Linked DNA regions of Mus musculus: region 2 is linked to region 1. Evidence: chromatin contacts called from public HiChIP or PLAC-seq data. All regions are on one chromosome and are shown on one strand. Each heading gives the region's core, a stretch centred on a gene start, on an enhancer-like site or on the middle of the called end of the contact. The rest is flanking DNA. Distances are from core to core; before and after follow the strand shown. Region 1 overlaps Evx1os (even skipped homeotic gene 1, opposite strand). Region 2 overlaps Jazf1 (JAZF zinc finger 1).

Evidence for each region. HiChIP or PLAC-seq counts read pairs in DNA pulled down with a chosen protein or histone mark.
Region 2: an H3K4me3 HiChIP or PLAC-seq map of embryonic limb bud shows a contact between it and region 1, with 4 times the contacts expected there. The contact joins two enhancer-like sites. A contact is called at or near these places in 10 of 39 promoter capture datasets (the 3T3-L1 cell line, the C10 cell line, cranial neural crest and 4 more), 2 of 484 Hi-C or Micro-C datasets (Sertoli cells and bone marrow-derived macrophages), 12 of 115 datasets of contacts at active chromatin or transcription factors (craniofacial prominence, embryonic basal ganglia, embryonic hindbrain and 7 more) and 3 of 9 other capture datasets (adipose tissue, embryonic stem cells and liver).

Annotation. Positions count from the first base shown.
Region 1 is chr6:52,303,826-52,310,025 of GRCm38.p6, forward strand. It overlaps Evx1os (even skipped homeotic gene 1, opposite strand), which reads right to left. Exons shown (of 4, transcript NR_038163.1): 4 at 4,564-6,200. Among named protein-coding and RNA genes, the nearest start is that of Evx1, 6.6 kb to the right of the region's middle. Within about 2 kb of position 2,241, at least 48 of the 459 cell types and tissues checked have an H3K27ac peak or open chromatin away from gene starts, as enhancers often do. A contact at or near this core is called in embryonic limb bud, where this site is marked.
Region 2 is chr6:52,776,216-52,782,878 of GRCm38.p6, forward strand. Jazf1 (JAZF zinc finger 1) reads right to left here. Exons shown (of 5, transcript NM_173406.3): 4 at 1,320-1,489. Among named protein-coding and RNA genes, the nearest start is that of Gm52904, 19 kb to the right of the region's middle. Within about 2 kb of position 3,501, at least 7 of the 459 cell types and tissues checked have an H3K27ac peak or open chromatin away from gene starts, as enhancers often do. A contact at or near this core is called in embryonic limb bud, where this site is marked.

The sequences.
Region 1 (6,200 bases), core at 991-3,490:
ATTCTTAGGTCATCTTGGTGGTACCTTAGGCCCAGGCTACCTAATCTATAAAACTCACTTGCACCTTTAGCTTATTAAACGGCAACTGACATGTTTGTGTGTTTAGAAAAATCTGACAATGACAACAGATACATATGCACACACACATGCATATAATGTGTCAGCTTTTTAGGGCTCCTCTAAAGATGTTTGATTTAGGCCTAAATTAACATCTTAGAAACAGTCCCAAAGGAAAGTCATTATGTAGGGTGGAGGTGTATAGCTCAGTAGTGAAACTGGGTCCATCCCCAGTGAAGGGTAGAAAGTGAAATTATACCTTTTTTGTTGCTGTTTTGTTTGTGAGCTAGTATCTCCTGTAGCTTAGGATGATATTGAACTCGTGTGTGTGTGTGTGTGTGTGTGTATGTGTGTGTGTGCATATATATATATATATATATATATATATACACATATATATATAATCTTTTATCACACTTATTATTTTACTTTTAAATTTTAGTTTATCTGTGTGGATATTTTTTTAGGCATGGATATCTGTGCATTGTGTGCATGCCTGGTGTCTGTAAATACCCAAAGAGGGCATCAGACCCCCTGGAAGCAGAGTTACAATGAGCTGTAAGCTGCCATGTGGGTGCTGGGTATAGCACCCTGTCCTCTGGAAGAGCAGCCAGTGTTCCCAACCCTGAGCATCTATCTCTCCAGCCCCTCATATGGAGAATGCTTTCAAACCTCTGACCTGCCTGCCTTCCTCTCCTGAGTGCTGGGATTGCATGCATGGGCTGCCACACCTAGTTTATGCCATGCTGGTAGTGAAACCTAGAACCTCACGCCTTCTAGGCATGCATCCTACCAGCTGAGCTGCATCCCCAGTGCCTTTAATTCCAGCACTCAGGAGGCAGAGGCAGAGGCAGAGGCAGAGGCAGAGGCAGAGGCAGAGGCAGAGGCAGAGGCAGAGGCAGAGGCAGAGGCAGAGGCAGAGGCAGAGGCAGAGGCAGAGGCAGAGGCAGAGGCAGAGGCAGAGGCAGAGGCAGAGGCAGAGGCAGAGGCAGAGGCAGAGGCAGAGGCAGAGGCAGAGGCAGAGGCAGAGGCAGAGGCAGAGGCAGAGGCAGAGGCAGAGGCAGAGGCAGAGGCAGAGGCAGAGGCAGAGGCAGAGGCAGAGGCAGAGGCAGAGGCAGAGGCAGAGGCAGAGGCAGAGGCAGAGGCAGAGGCAGAGGCAGAGGCAGAGGCAGAGGCAGAGGCAGAGGCAGAGGCAGAGGCAGAGGCAGAGGCAATCTCTGAGTTGGAGACCAGCCTAACCTAAAGTGAGTTCCAGGACAGTCAGGGCTACACAGAAACAAACAAACAAACAAACAACCACTTGTCTCCAAAAATGAAACACAAAACAAACAAATCAAAACAACAACAAAAGAGCTACTTAGAAGTGATAAAGAATAGAGATACTCAAATATGCATACGTGTGTATGTGTGTGCAACCTTTAAGGTACTCTTTTAGAAACCCATCTCAGGCAAAGGACCACAGACGTGATGAAATCTACAGAGCAGCACTTCTAATCTTGAATGTGCTTTGTAATCATTTGAGGGGCTTGTTGAAACATATTACTGAACCCAAGGCTAAGAATTTTTGATTCAGAAGATCCCAGAATGGAGTTCCCAGATGCTGTACAGACCACACTTCAAGACCACTGTCTAGGTGAATCTGAGAAGGGTTGCTTGTTGATCAATAGGCCTCAAAAAGTAAGGAAAGAGTTGTCCAAGACCTGTAGGCAAAGCAATATCCAGAGGCTCCACAGCCTGGGCTGGCTGAGTCTTATCAAGTGGAACAATGCACGCTGGGAACACGACTGGACTGAGTGGATATATTGGCTGACAAGTGAAAATTATAACGACTTCTATCCTATAACTGTATGCTTGCTACAGTTCTTACGGGGGTGGGGGGTATTTCTGCGTTGGTTCTCAAATGACTGGGGAGGAGGCAGGGTGGCATAAGAGAGATAGGTCCATTTTCCCACCTGTAGTTAATTACCAGTCTTTGGAACCGAGACTATGTGGGCGGAGACCTCGCATCCAGCTCTCCTGGAGTCTAACCCCAGGGCAGACGCACCAGGAGCGAGGCTCACTACCGTGCCATGATCAACCGACCTCTAGCTATGCAGGATTCACGTGCCTGTAGTGGCAGAACCCTGGCATTTGAGCCAGTGAGGATGCGACTTCCGCCTCTGGCGATCGGCAGTGGGGGGCGCACCAAGACAGCAGTTCGTGAGCGGTGCTTTGTCACCGCAGCAGCAAGGGGCGGAGGATACAGGACCGGGCTGCAAAGACCGGATGGGACGCCTGACTGGCTCTCAGCTTGAAAGGGACATTTAGGGGATTGTGCAGCTGCACCTGGTGCCGCTGTGATGGTGAACGGAAGGGATATAGACGCCATGACGAGTCAGCCGGGGCGCACAGTACTCTCCTAGCCCGCGGCGCTTGTTTTCTGAGCTGACATCACTTCCATGTCTCGCTCGCTGCCACAATCTGATCCACCCTGTGTCCCAAGGTCGCAGCACCAGCACACCCTCAGGGCCTGGGAGCGAGCAGTTTGTCTACAATGAGGCACCCTGCGGGTTAACTATTTTTTCCTGTACTTTCTGTATTCTCTGCTTAACAGCCGTAGCCGCAGCCACCCAGCCAATTCGGGAAGGGTGGCCCTTGTCCAGATCTTTCCATACCTGAAGCATCTGATTACCTGGATGTTGGGGAATGTGATGTGATACAGTTTCTGGTCCTTGAGAGCACAGGGAAAATGTCCTAATCTGGCCTTTGGAAGCTTCTTGACTTAAGTTAAAATCGTTCATTCACTTCTAGCTGCGTGCCTCTCAATCTGAGACCATTTTTCGTCTCAGAGACTGTGAAGCTCAATTAGCCTGGAGGTTGGTCAGTCTGGGTTGGGAGTGGACACTATGAAAGTCAGCTTCCACAAATCTCCAAACCAAACCAAAGAGAGGTTTGGCTGCACAGACCAGTTAGACTTGCTGTTCCAGGCCGACTACGGAGTGCAGGGGCATTTTTCCCACCCAGTTATCACTGGTGCTGGATGTCTGGCTCCATGCATCTCCTATCTGGGACAAAGGACTGGGAAAGAGGAACCGGGTGTTGACATCTTCCTAGGCTGGGGATCCAGAGAAGACAGAGACCAGCACTCAAAGGGTTTGGTTAGGGTCAATTCAGATTCCTTGTAGACTCCTTAGTCTGATATTACAGTGGGTCTCCCTCTTATTACCATCAGTGAATGGGGTGAACAGGGCAAGGACACTGTATGAGAAAGTTAGAGCTGACTCAAGTCCTTCAGCTCATGGAAAGGCTTGCCTTTGGAGAAAATTGTAAAAAGCAGAGCAAGCACTGGTATAGGGGTACATGCAGAGAGAAGCAGGAGACTCATCCAGTTGGGGCCAGTCTGAACTCTATGGCTGGAACTCCTATCAGCCTAGGCTACACAGCCAGACTCTTCTCTCACCCTCCCACCCCAATGTTAAGTGCAAAGCAATAGATATGGGTTATGTCCCAGTGGCAAAGTGCCTGATTAGCATGTGTAGAGCCCCAGGTTCTAGCTGCAGAATCAGACTAAAACCCAAGCCAACAAGAACAGAGAGAACCCCTCCCTGAGGCTGGGAAAGGAACTCCTGCTGTAATATAGGGAGGTAGTAATAGCCAGCAGGCAGCTCTTGTCTTTATTCAAAAGATGATCAACCCAAGTCAAACCCTGCCTTTTAGGGAAGCTCCAGCCAGACCAGCTATCTCTGATGCAGGGCCAGAACCTGGAGGTTTCCAGTGGAGGATGTGTGCAGGCCAAGTCACATGTATAAGCAAGCCTGGCCAGCCACTTAGGTTTTGTCCTTTGGGCCACACAACAATCAGGACAGCTTTGTGGAGGAAGCTGCTATGTAGTGAGAGGAAAACCAACCAAACAACAACAAAACAGCAACAACAACCTCCTCAGGTAAACATACATTCCTAAAAGTGAATTAGGCCATTTTTTCTTGGACTATGGTGGCTCTAAAGGGCTGATGCAGGGAAAGAAATTCTGGAAACTGGAGGACCTCTGTGGATTTTTCTAGAAAAGGGAGATAGCCAGATATCTAAGGGGATAGAATGTTTAAGAGGTAGCAGGGCAGTGGTGGCGCACACCTTTAATCCCAGCACTTGGGAGGCAGAGGCAGGCGGATTTCTGAGTTCGAGGCCAGCCTGCTCTATACAGTGAGTTCCAGGACAGCCAGGGCTACTAAGAGAAACCCTGACCAAAAAAAAAAAAAAAAAAAAAAAAAAGAAGAAGAAGAAGAGGAAGAGGAGGAGGAAGAAGATGATTTTCTAAGAGATTAAGAGTGTCAAGAGTAGTTGGTTGGGTGTGGTGAACGGCCTATAAATCCTAGCACCCTGGGAGGCTGAGTCAGGATGGCACCTGTGACTTGGTGCTAGGCTGGTAGATTTCAGGTTGCCCTGTGTGATTGGTCTTACCTCTTAAAAACATAGATGCGTGGCCCTGGGAAACCTAGGTCTTTCTTAGAAAAGCACTCAGGGTTGATTGCCATGGAATGAGCCGGTGCTTTAAGGTCCAAAGTAAGTAATTATATTGACATTTGGTTCTGAACGAAGATCAGAGGTTTTACTTTCAGGTACCAGTGGCCTGCACATGACCACATGGGTTGGGGTTTTGTTGTTGTTGTTTTTTTCTTCTACAGTCCCTTGTACAGTCCTCACCCAGCTGCTGGCCTCTATCCTGTAGAAGGAGTATTTCCAAGTGGTTTGCAGCCTTTTCTCCCTCACCTGCAGGTCCAAGGGGAGTACCCAGAGTCCCAGGAATTGTCCCCTCTTCTATGAGTGAGGTGGGAGCAAAAGGACCCTGTTGAAAAGCCCAAGCTGGCTTCTTAGTCCAAGCCTAGTACCTCATGGTAGCCAGGCAAGCATTCTACCACACAGCCCAGCTTCCAAGAGCTGCTCTGAGAGTTGTCTTTATGGCGGGGAGGGCTGGGAGTAGGGTGGGCAGAATCCTCTTACTCATGCATGTATTTCTCCTCATTTCGTCTTCTCAGCTGCAAGCCAGGGATAATTCATATACCTACCCCCAACCCAAGTCTGCAGACGTTGGAAAACACAAATGCATAAAATGGTGCTGCTCTTACACTGTGGCTGCTCTTACCACAGGACTCTTTGTCCTCCTTGGAAAGGATCTATGTTGGGGAGTATTGGCATCAATGTGGCCAGGGGCCTTTTCTCCAGAGGAGTGTGCTCTTGAGGGTAGGGAGGACCTGCTGAGGGCACAGACCTATCTAGATTCCAGAAAGGCTATGGGGTGTTATCTCAACATGATAGCAGAAGAGATTCCCCCAAGGACAGGAAGGAAGATGACTCAGGAGGAGGATCCTAGGTCTGACACTCAGCCTTGCCATGGCCACTTGTTAGGACTACTGGTCACCCTACAACTGAGGGAGAAAAGCCTTGCAGGCTATTAAAACCCGTAAAGAACTCTTATGTAGCTGAAAGAGACGTAGATGTCAACTAGCCTTGTAATAATAGCAAGTATCAGAATGGTAATGATGAAAGAGGCTGTGATACTTCTGTTAGGGCAAGGCGGGAGGGAGCTAGCTATGGTTTGTACCATGAAGACATTGAAGAACTCCCTTGAATGGGAGGGAACAAACTACACTGGGCTCATCCAGGCCTTGTCCAAAGGGACAGAGTTAGCCTCAGGTGAGAAGAGCCTGGGGTGTCAGTCCTATGGTGGGTCTGTTCCCCACTGCTGTCAGTATTCACAGTGAGCTGGGGGTGGGGGTGGGGAGATGGGCTTCTAGACTGCAGAGACAGAACAGGGGCAGGAAGCCACTAGACGCTGGTTTTCAGTAGACTAAGCAAACAGATCCAGAGGAAGAATAGGCAGGACTGGATACCTTTGGGGTTCTGAGAAGTATCAGGCATTGGGGGCCATGAAGCACCCCATTTCTTGCCTCAGATACCTGTGCCCTTTACATCAGGAGGCCCAGAGGCTGAGCACTTCTCCTAACTGCGTTTGCGAAGACTCCAGCTCAACCTTCTGAAGAGGAGAACTGTTCTCTGTTGCCCACTGCGCGGAACACTGCCTCCAGGGGAAGGGAATCCGTCCAGATTATTTGATCTCTGGACTCCTGGAAGCCTGAACCTCTGGAGTTTGGCTTTCAGTAAACCTT
Region 2 (6,663 bases), core at 2,251-4,750, 470 kb after region 1:
GGAGAGAATGGGTCCACCACAGGCAGAACACCGGTGACATACCCTGTCCAGCTGTTACTGTGACACTGAAACAGGAGGAAAACCTTCTGCAGTGAGAGCTGCCCTCGGGGGTGTTCTGGTCTATCTTGCCCTTTGGCTTACTGTGATGTTACCGTTAGAGGCTCCTCTTCTCTGTGCCTCTAAGCTTGGATATGGAAGCTGTACGCGTGTGTTCTGTGATGTGTGCTGACCTGGACTGGGCAGCCCTTGTAGAGTTGATAAGACTCACACCTCTGTCCTAGGGTTTGCATGTTTGTTTAACAAAGGCCATCTGGTCTACCAGTCCTGGCGCAGCAGCAGAGTGACGCCCTCGCCTTTGTGAAGTTGTTGGGGTTTCTGCTTTTCTAATAGAAAGATTAAAATACTAACAGTTGTTCAGAGACACATATTTAAGGAACAGCGTGAGATGCGCGCATGCTACCAACTTTCAAGCCTTTAAAACCTAGGCGGTCTGCACAGACGGTAAGCTGGTGCCCTCGTGTCCACCAGCCATGCTCCGGAGTTTTTCATTTCTACACAGTTGATTTTAAAGAGCTGCTAACACCTGTGGGGACTTCCTGCACACACTTCTCCTTGGCGCTTCTTTTATTGTTTTGTCCTTAGCAGTTTTCTCAGTAGAAAAGTTAGTACCACCAGCTACCCAAGTCACCTAGTGTTAGGACTGTTAGACACAGCAGGTGGACAGAGGAGATGCTGGCAAGAGGGAGAAATCAAAGCATTTTCTTTTCCTGGTCTTTTATGGGGAGGCGGGAGAGGGCAAGAACTGCCCAGCTGGAAGGTAAACACCCAACCCTGTTTTCCAGAAGGCTCTGTAAACCCAGCTGAGGCTTTTACAGGCCCAGCCACCTGGAAATCTATGCACTGAAAAAAAGTGTTTTGCAAATAAGTAGGTTGACACAGCCCTTGCTCTGTTTCTATGGTGTTGGATGGATCGGAGTCTCTCCTGCATGCTAATCACCATCTCTACCACGGATGCTCCAGCCCCTTCACTGGATATTCTGACAGGCATCAAAACCAGAGGCCGATTACCACAGAGCTCTTTGACTTTAGTCTCCCACGCAAGTCAGAGAAAGAGAAAGGCTGCCAATCACCCAGAACCCCAGCCAGTGCTCACCGGACGGCACTGGGTACATGTCCCTGAGGCTCTCGCTCTCATGAACATGGGCGATGAGTGTCTATCCCTGGCACACAGGCAGCTCTCTTTAGAATTGCAAAGGGCAGCTATTTTACAGTGCTTCTTTGCCAAGCAGTTACACTGAGTGAAGAGACCTTTCCTTTACCTTGTATCTCTTTTTACACCCTGGAACTGGGCAGGCGAAAGGCTTCTCTTCCCCTCCATTCATGCACATGGAGCTGAGGATTGCTTCAGAGCTGATGGCGCTCTCTGTGGTCCAGGACTCATCACTGTCTGACTCCTCATAGTCCACCTCTTCCTCATCATACTCGCTGCCTGTGGAGCAGAAGAGATGTACAAAGACTGTCAAAAGCTGCCCCCTCCCAACAGGCCGGCTGAAGGCTTAGCAATAGTGGCAGCCATTGGTGCACAAGCAGAGGGCATGCTAGACCCAGATGGCCTGCTGTTACTCCTAGGGAGGAAAAGACCAGGTTAGAAGCTTGCCAGCAATCCACAGCTAGGAACTAGTGAAGCAAGGATTTCGTTCTGGGATAAGATTATAGTTAGGACTGCCCATGGCTGCAAAGCGACCAGGAAGGCTCCAGGGGTCCAAGCACAAATAGACAACAATGACAGAGCCCTCTTAATACACATACAAGCTAGACTGGACACGGTGATGGGGAAAACTCTGTCCCTTGGTTTCCTGCTCTCCTAGTCTAGAAAACACAAACTGCTTCAAGCAGATTTTTAGGAGGGGCCAGACGTTGGATCTTTAGCTTACAGAGGCTACTGTGGAACTGCAGGCAGGCTACCCCAAGCCAGGAAGCAGGGAATGTCCAGAGCTCTGAGGTGCAGGTCTGGCTTCCTGGAGAGAAAACACTCGTTTCCCACCCACCTATCTCATCTGCCTTCCAGCCACACACTTCCCAACAGGCCTGACTCGTGGAATGACTACTCAGAGTGGAAGATGAATCCTTTATATTCCTAAAGATGAAAGGGGCTCTGCCCAGAGTTGAATTAAGAATCGGCTTTCCTGGTTCAGGACAGCTGGGGTGGAGAACCTCGTCAACAGTGGTCCTATTTTACTCTCTTTAATGAGGGAGGCCCAAAGCCATTTATTTTGCACTTTTGCACAATACAACCCTGAAGGACATAATTCTACAGATCATAAACAGTGTAAAATAATATGTTGACAAGTCCTAATGCATTTACAAGCCCCGTGGAATAAATAGGAATTATAGCACAACATTAATAAGAATTATATGGTAGCAATTACAGTTGTGAAATTCATCCCCCAGGTGTGAGGCTAAATTGCGCCAGGGGCCTGCCTAGGTGCTTCATTGGCTCGCTCTGCAACATCAATTATTTCAACACCAAATATTGGCACTTTTATTGGGTTTCATTTTAATAGGCATTAATAAGACTGTTTGAAGAGCAGTTGAGCCAGCAGCCAAGGACGCCATCATCTGAGGCTGAGCGTTGCAAAGGTCCAGGAAGGAGTGACTGTGTTTACTGAGTGCCCATGATGTTTCAGGTAAACCCTATGCCTCCTCTCACTCAGTCCTGGAGTGATGCTGAGGTAGAGAAGCAGCTGACCCCTGTGCAGGGTAAGATGTGTCTGCTCTATTAGCCATGGAGGGATGCCCGTTCCTTCGGCTGCATCCCGATAACCCTACAGCTTATGGGCTCCTCCTCAGGGTCCCTCTTCCTCCACATTTGCTGGGTCTTTACCACTTACTCTTTACCATTTAGCAGGCTTTTCTGTGTCTGCTAAGAACTTTTGGTGAGGGTGTGGGGTGGTAGAGGGTAAGGTGCAGAGAAAACATTTGCTTAAAATGAGGCTTTAGGATTAAAAGTGGGTTTTAGTCAACCCTGCTGTATATAACACCCGCCATCATCTAAAATAAAAGTAGAGCACGCTTGGTAATGCTTGCACCAGAGACTCCGCATCACTTGGCCACACAGCTTTCCCAGTCAGTCCCGAGCAAACCTCTAAAACCATTTGTAAGCAGGGTATTGCATAAGACATTTTGCTCTTAAACAGAGGCCACATGCTGGAGTTCTTTAAAATGCCAGTTTGAAAGCAGTAAATGTGATTTGGAAAGGTCCTTCAGCAGGATTTCAGAAAGTAAGAACAACTAATTTTCCCATCTAATTGGGCTAATTTGTTCACCTGAACATCAAGAACCACTCAGCATTTACAGCTTGGGGGAGGAGGTGGGAAACCCCTTAATGAAGCCCAGTAGAAGATAAAACTTTAAAACTAAACTGGATCAAAAGGGACCAGACCCTGAGGGGGTAGGAGCAGTGTTGCTGGAAACCACATGGGCCATAGGCAAAGCAGGCCGGCAGGGATGCCATACCGTGGGGTACAGGGCACGGTCTGAGTCAAAGGCAGTGCTAACATGAGTGGGGCACTGTGTCACAGGGCCCCAAGGGGACTGCATGAGACTTACTGCCTCCCTTGGCTGGGAGGTGATGTACAAGACAGACCTGTGTTTAGTTCTCTCCTAGAACAAAGCGCTGTCGAGCTGGCTCACATGTTGGCTTTTGTTAGCTGAGGGGTAGGGCACATGCTTTTTATTGTTCATGAAAGTGGTACAAATCTCTTTTTGCAAATATAATTTAAAGGTTAGAAGTATACTCAACAGCACCCCTGCATAGGAGGGCTGACATGTAGTAAGTACTCAAGTAAATGGATGGCAGTGTAAGAAACTCACTCATAATGTTACATATACATATTACATACACATATTGCACATACTTATTACATGCAACACTTTTAGAAAAGCCAGTTCAGAAGCTCAGTATGGTAGTTGTATGCCTTTAATCCTAGCATTCAGGAGACAGAGGCTGGCAGATCTCTGTGAGTTCAAGGCCAGCCTGGTCTACATAATGAATTCCAGGACAGTCAGAGCTACATAGTAAGAACCTGTCTCAAGACAAACAAATAAAAACAAACCACAACAAAGCCAGTTCAGGAACTAAGAAAGGGGGGAGGGAAAAGGGTGTGGGGACAGTGTGCTCAAACTCTGTTAGGCAGTGGGAATTGGGTCTGTTTGTTAGGCAGTGGGAATTGGGTCTGTTTGTTAGGCAGTGGGAATTGGGTCTGTTTGTTAGGCAGTGGGAATTGGGTCTGTTTGTTAGGCAGTGGGAATTGGGTCTGTTTGTTAGGCAGTGGGAATTGGATCTGTTTGTTAGGCAGTGGGAATTGGGTCTGTTAGGCAGTGGGAATTGGGTCTGTTTGTTAGGCAGTGAGAATTGGGTCTATTTGTTAGGCAGTGGGAACTGGGTCTGAAGAGTTGGACCTTGGTTGCGCATGCAGCATTTCCAGTTTGAGAGGTAAGCGGGGCTAGTAGAAAAAAGTGTCACACTCTGAGGGACAGCCTAGAAACTCAGGCACACTCTGTAGGAAAGCCTAGAAACTGTCACACTCTGAGGGACAGCACAGGAACTCTGTCACATTCTGTGGGACAGCCCAGAAACTCCCACAGGTGGTCTGAAAAAGTTTTTAAAGAAATTGGTTTTGTGACTCACATGAGAAAAATATTAAGGTGTTCCCCTAACACCTGTTACACACACACCTGTTCACAGCTGCCATTTGGGCAGACCCCATGTCACTGTCCACAAGCCCTGCTGTTTCTGTCACTTGTTCCCATGGGCCACAAGGGTCATCTCTACCCTTGTCCTTCCTCCTCCACTCTCTTCTCTCACTTCCCTGCACAGTCATTTATTGCTATAGAACGCCCTAGTCCTCCTTTGTAGTTCTAAATGCACTTGTGGCATCTGGATAAATAAGCTAGCCTTTCCAGAACACCCATATGCCATGTTTTAATTGCTTGGGTCATTAATATTCAAGCAGCAGTGGTAACAGCACACTCAGACCTTTCAGGTTCTGGCAGACATATCAGCCGGACGACTTTCTGCCCACCATGGGTCTACCATCAATTATCAAATCAGCGAATGCTTCACCAGTGCTGAGACAACAGTCCACAAATAAGCAAGCATCCAGAAACAGAATCTTTTGCTAGGTAGCCAGGATGGCTTTGAACTCATGCCTTCACTCCCTGAGTGCTGCTATTTTAGGCTTGCTCTACCACATTCAGGCAAGCTCTGATTTTTGTGTTTGCTCATTGGGTGGAAACATTTAAAGACTTATTTTTATTTTTGTGTATTTGTGTGTCTGTATGTGAGTGGGAGCAAGAGAGTATGATGCCCTCACAGGCCATAAGGGGTGTGAGACCCCCTGGCACTGGGGTTACAGGCAGTTCTGAGCCATCTGCTGTGTGCTTGGACCTGAACCTGGGTCCTCTGCAAGGGCAGGATGTAGCCATATCCCAGCCCTGGCTGTTAAGCTTTTGTGACAGAGTGTCAGTATGTAGCCCAGGCTAGCCTAGATCTCATTATGCAGAGCAGGCTGGCTTTGAACTCTCCACACTAGGATTAGAGGCACACGTTTGCCAAACCCAGAACACCTCTTTCTTTAAAAGAAAATTTAAGTTCTACTTGTACTTGCTTACTGCTAAATGTTTCTACCTGTAGCTCTACATAACAAACATTTTTAAATATTAAAAACTATCAAATAACTAAGCCAGAATGAATTTCTGAAATACTCATCTGTAAGTGCCGATACAGTCAAATTCTAAAGATTTCAACAAAATTCTATCAGCTTCTCTCTCTCTCTCTCTCTCTTTTTTTTTTTTTTTTTTTTTTTTTGGTTTTTCGAGACAGGGTTTCTCTTTATAACCCTGGCTGTCCTGGAACTCAGTTGTAGACCAGGCTGGCCTCGAACTCAGAAATCCGCCTGCCTCGGCCTCCTGAGTGCTGGGATTAAAGGTGTGCGCCACCACGCCCGGCACTTTTCTCTTTTAGTAGTTAAACTTTAAAATATTTTAAAGGGGCTGGGGAGATGGCTCAATGCTTAAGAGTAGTGGTTGCTCTTCTAGAGGATCTAGGTTCAATGTCCAGCATCTACATGGCAAGGTCAGGGGTTCTAGTGCCCCCTTCCAGCCTCCACAGGCACTGCATGCAAGAGGTGCAGCCAATACACCTATCCATGTAAAACAAACATTTGAAAAATAAACATTTATTTTTAAAACAACAAAGAAAATGTTTTTGAGGCAGGCAAGTCCAATCTGATCGCAATGCCTATGAAGCAGACCTGTGTTGACAGCTAGGTGTCGGGCTTAGCTGTGGCTGTCCTGGGGTTCCAAGACCTGCAAGATATAAGTGGAGGAAGAGGCAGGCTGACGCTACACACCAGAACTCCTGGAGTCTTCTTGGTACGGGAGGCTAAGTTCCAGGGCTAGTCTGAGACTGTGCCAAATAAATACATCTAAAATAAGCTCAATAAAATAGCTGTAGAGGAAGAGAGAGGGAGAAGCAGGCAGGCAGGCCAGCAAACCACAGCGGCCCAGTGTGCCAGGGGGGCTGGAAAACATGAAGGCCACCTTGCTTTACTTCCTGGTTTGGACTCTTGAGAGGATTTCTAACAGATTTGTCTACTTTAT